Linked DNA regions of Arachis hypogaea: region 2 is linked to region 1. The links are chromatin contacts, called in public Hi-C maps. All regions are on one chromosome and are shown on one strand. The core of a region is the stretch at or near the end of the contact, and the rest is flanking DNA. Distances in the headings are between cores, read along the strand shown. Region 1 holds the start of LOC112796575 (nifU-like protein 3, chloroplastic). Region 2 holds the start of LOC112796578 (peroxidase 16).

Region 1 (2,700 bases), core at 80-2,579:
CTAAATCTTGCAACCCGATTGTACCCGAACCGATCCGCACAACAAATTATCTTCACTCTAGTCTTTCCAGACATTTCATAATATCAAATATCATTTTGAAAAAGTCTAGGACCAGTACTTTTATTTAAATTTGGCCAACACTTAACCAGCAAAAGAAAAGTGAGTAATTCCATACCATTAGATATTAATACGGACTAATTGATGGTTACAAATCACAAAACTTGCTGATCCCCTAGCACTCCTCTATTATTTTATCTATGATTAGCAAATTGAATTATTAGTTTGGTGGTACTAAGTATTTGTGCAAAAGACAAGAATTTAAGTTCAAATTTTTTACTGGCTCATCATATGTATATGTATTTTTATGTACATTCACATTATATATTGAGGGTGCGAGTTGGATGATAGGATATGCTCGATACCTGAAGCCGATCCTACCCATAGATACAGGTTCCACAGCTAGCCCTATTGATTTACAAATGGATAAATCGCTTATCTATAAGCTAATCAAGTAACTAACCCTCTAATAACCCCTAATGGGTCTAGTGTATTAATAAATTTAATCCAATAAATGGTGTTCAAATTGATGAATTAGTTAGAAGAATGCATTGACATGAAAAGAGAGTAGTAGCACCTGCTTTGTTCCGTGGAGAACGGGATGATATAAGTCCAAAATATTGTTTGATGTCCATTTGGTGACCTCTAACAAAACAACTCTCATTTGAAGAAAATCCTCTGCCATTTGAAACTCGATTCTGAAAATAAAATTAAGAATAAAAATAGGTGCAAAATTTTGAGTCACATAAACACAACAAACATAGCAATATAATCCACCTAAGAATTTTGTAAAGATGGCATAATTAGATGAATAAAATTCCTTAATTTCTCAGAAGAAGGAAACAACGTACCTTAAGGAAACAACACGGGTTAGAGAATAATAATAATGTATGATGAGTTGCACAAAGCATTGCAATCAGTAAAAGCTACCATAAGGTTATGGTAACATACAATTGTCTCATCTTGTTTTGAATGGAGTTAAAGGAATTAGTTTAAGTTCTTATGTTTTTGCAGCAGCAGTGGCCTTTGGATGGTTGATACTGGTACACAGCAATTGATTGGTTCAAGTTGATTTTGTTTCTGATGACGCTCCATGATGATAATGAAAAGTGAAATAAAATAAAATAAAATAAAAATGTGGCCAAGTTTTTTCTTTTTGTTGGACTTAAAATATGGCCAAGTTTGTGGACAGAACTCAAACACACGGGTGGTTGTTAAGATTGGATCACCCATGTGCTATGATTCAAACCCAAGTTTTATGCCCAAAAGCATTAAATTCATCTTGCCAAAAATTCAGGGTGCTAAAAAATATGGGGAGGTTTCTATTTTTGTCGAAGTACATTGGACCATAGCTGTTATAATCAGACCGTATCAGGCAGTTTGACTGAAATACCCATGAAGCAGAAATTTAACTGGTTCAGTTAGGTAGTTTGTTTGTAGAGACTGGAACTGAGACGGGAAGACAGAGACTCAATATTATGTTAGTTGAGTTAGAGATTAGTACTTAAATTTCTGTTTTTGGCTTCAAAATTTCAGTATCTCCAAAAAGTAGAGACACTAGAAACAAAAAATTTTCAAGACGAGGACAGAAATTTTAATTATAATTTGTACCTAAATTGCCCCATTCTAATTCAATAATTCCAAAATTACCCTTAATGTAAATTACGGCTTCTTGATCAACCCTCGTGACTCCATCTTCTCATTCTTCCCTCGTGACTCCATCTTCTCATTCTTCTATAGAACAGCCACTGCAATCTCTGAAGCACCGTCTCAAGAACTACCATTGTCTCGTCGCTAGCCTCGCCACCGCTAGGTAAGTGATTTGCCGCTTGCAAGTTCATTTTCGTAACCCCCATCTTCCCATCTCCTCTTTTTCTCCTTCACAGGAAAATCAAAGAATGAAGTTGTCGCCTCTCCCCGGTTGCTATTGACGCCAACCATCAACTCCTCGTCCTAACTGCTTTGACCTAGGTTAGTTTTATACAAAAATGGTTTAATTTATTGATTCCTTTCATCTTTTCCGTCGTGCCCTAATCTGTGGATTTGTTCTTTTCATCTTTTCTATCATGCCCTAATCTATGAAAGTTTCTTTGACGAGAATGAATGCCAAGCTGACTAACCCATTTATTTAAGCTTTATAACAGCATGAGTTTATGATGTTTACTTCCTTTTTTGTCTCGTAAGAACTAGAACTGAACAATCTGGGATCAGTTGCTAAGTTTGGTCAGTTTGATACCAGGGTCAGTGATTAAGTTTGGCCATTTTAATGAGTTTCCATGTCTCTGTTTAGTTTAATACTTGTGGATTAGTGCATCTTCAAACCACAATAGGTGCGTCTTTATATCAGTATTTTGGTTTATATATTAGAGCTATTGTTAGTTAGGCTACAATTCTTTACATATCTATTTGAGTGGAAGAATGTTTGTTCTCTAAACTGATAAGTAAAATTGTTGAATGTACATGATATCATATAAATATGTTTGATATGGCTTAGGTGATAATGACGGCACAGTTATTTGTGTCAAGTGTGAACCATTTCATATTTAAATTACTAAATCTTTTTTTTTTACCTTTTGGAAGACTTTGATTTGCTTAAAGTACCTGAAAAAGTCACTTTCAGCTTATGAAATAAGAGAGAGAAAT
Region 2 (2,700 bases), core at 162-2,661, 180 kb after region 1:
TAAACATATTATTGCAAACAAATTTGATTATTCTAATGACAAATTACTCAGTTAAAAAAATGTGTGAATTAATAGTATAAATATACATAAGCGTATAGACTGATTTGATAGCTGATTTTTAAAGTGTAAGGAACATATTTTTTCCACTTAAGTTACCTGATAATGCGATCATATCTGTCTGGGAGAGGCCATTAAAGCTAAACAAAGAATTGAGCTGATCCAAATTGAAATTAGGGCTAGGAAGATGGTGTTGAACACTTGCAATAGTAGATATTCTCCCATCACGCCTTCCTAATTCAACTTCATAAAATGGTCCCCCAGCCTACATTATTATTATTAAGCAAATTATGATAGTTTAACTAACTTAATTTTTTAATTATGAACATTGTTCTATCAATTAACATTATTATAGAGATTATTAGATTATAGAATCTTTTACAAAGCATAGATCAAAATAATGAGAAGAAATTGAAGTGAAATTGTACCAAGTTGACCACATCCCTAGTGGCCAGAGCAAGAATATCAGCACAAGAGACTTTGTTTCTGCACTGAGGATCACTATCAACGGCTACCTTGGCCTTAACCACCGTGTCGAAACCGTCCCCGGCAAGCGACACATCATCAGGATGGCTTTTCTCTGCCTGGTTAGTTGGAGACACAAGCAGAACTGAAGCATCACAACCCTGTATGCAGAAACCAAGAACAAAGTTCAGTAATAATATTTCCAGAAAAAAAACCTAATAGATTAGTAATTTAATTGAATAATGAATGGCATTGACAGTATTAAGTATTAACATGCTGCCATGCAGAAATGTTGAATAAAATAAGAACCTAGATAACCACTTAACCATTGTCTTAAAAACATTGGATAAGAGAATAAAAAAAAAGTAGTTTTTTCAATAATAATATATTCAATACTTAAAAAACTCAAGAAATCTCTATTTTTTTTTTAAATATTCTACTTGTAATTTCCTTAACAAGTGTACCTAGTTAAACAATACAATTTTAGACTTACACCAACCAACAAAATTTGGTTAATTAACAAGTGAATGCGCTTAGACATACCCTGACAAAGCAATCATGGAAGAAGAGGCGAAGAGTGGAAGGAGCAGTCACAAATGTCTGCTGCAACTTCTGCGTCACGGCGGCGCGAACCAGCTGTTCCACATTGGGGCATGTGTTGTTGTAGAAGCCGCGAGAAAGTTGAGCAGAGCTTGTTTGTACACTACTAATTAGTAGAATCATAAATGATGTTAACACAAAGTCAAAGTTGATGGCCATTTCTTACTAGTCTTGTTATCTTAGCTTGCTTTTTAACTATACTATGATTTCTTGCTTCCAATGCTACATATATAAGGAAGTTTATGATTAACTTGATTAAGGAAAAAACAAAAAAGAAAAATTGGTTTGATGTTGATTTGAAGATTGCTTCCATTGACACACATATATTGATATGATTATTAAATGAAAAAATGATTGATGAGAATAAGTACAAAAGAGTGCTTAATTTTTTCATGGACAGTCTTGCTAATATTGACATAAATATGTATGTGAATCTGATAAAAGTTGAAGGAAACGTAAGTGAAGCTTCTTAGATACTTTTTAATTAAATGAAAATGTTGCTGCTCTAAGTAGAGTAGTATTTAGTGGCAGCTGCTAGCACTCTGGCGTGTATGTAATCACATGATGAAGTGCCGTGATGCATCAAAACTGCTTTCAGAATATGTTAACCTATTTCATTACAAACTGTATCGTTGGAGAACAAGTTAACCAATGAAATTAGCATTTGCACTTTTTTTTTACCAACAAGAAGTATCTTACATTTTCATCGTGTTGAATTAAATATTTATCTTCTGATTCTTTGATTCAGTCTGAAAGAGCTAAGAAACTCATAACAGAGTCTTAACTTTTTTTTTCCCTCCAATTCGAACTCAAATTCTTTCGCAAGAAAAATTTAATTTACCTCTCTTATAGCATCTTGACAAAGACTCGTTGCAATAGTATTTACTATTTACCATGTAAATGTATTGCTTATATTAAAAGAGCATTTAATTTCTAAGAGATGTTAACTTACACTTTTTCAAATGTTTTTTTTTTTTTTATGCAGAAACTTCAATGCATGAAATAATTAGGAAGTATTAAGAAACAAGAAACAAAAATATCATGTAAATGTATTCTCTGTTTTGAGTGTTTCGATCAAACGCTCAGAACAATCTACAAAGCTCCATGTTGTTATTTTTAACTCATTAATATTTCCTTTAATATAACAACAATAATGAAGATTAGTCCAAGTTGTTAGAAACTGCTTTAGTAGATGATGTGTAAATAATCGTGCAAAACTACCCATTATTTAATTTTAAACGGTTATAAAAAGGTTTAATATGATGATCTCTTTCTGTGGTCGACTATATATGAAGCGTGAGTGATTGAGTTTATGCTTATGAGATAAAGATGATTGAAAGAGACATGCATTGACAACTCTGACATTTTAATTTCAGAGACAAATAAATAAGGTAGTACAGTATATATAGATTATAGAATATGTTAAGCTGAGCAAATGATGCATCTTTATGAGATTATTGTCAACTCAATGGCATGTGATCATCTCCCAATTCCAACTACTACATTGAATTCGCAATGTCAGACTTTTCAAATGTTTTACTAACTAATGAATGGTGTTTAATAAGGGGGAAGCAAGCT

The links. A called contact is a pair of places that touch in the nucleus more often than the background predicts.
Region 2: a Hi-C map of an unstated tissue shows a contact between it and region 1, with 4 times the contacts expected there. The contact joins the promoter of LOC112796578 here to the promoter of LOC112796575 in region 1. A contact is called at or near these places in 5 of 8 Hi-C or Micro-C datasets (leaf and an unstated tissue).

Annotation. Positions count from the first base shown.
Region 1 is chr4:28,257,486-28,260,185 of arahy.Tifrunner.gnm2.J5K5, forward strand. It overlaps LOC112796575 (nifU-like protein 3, chloroplastic), which reads right to left and starts at 1,330. Exons shown (of 4, transcript XM_025839101.3): 1 at 909-1,330; 2 at 635-755. The coding sequence starts at 968.
Region 2 is chr4:28,435,074-28,437,773 of arahy.Tifrunner.gnm2.J5K5, forward strand. It overlaps LOC112796578 (peroxidase 16), which reads right to left and starts at 1,412. Exons shown (of 4, transcript XM_025839106.3): 1 at 1,066-1,412; 2 at 486-683; 3 at 157-322. The coding sequence starts at 1,281.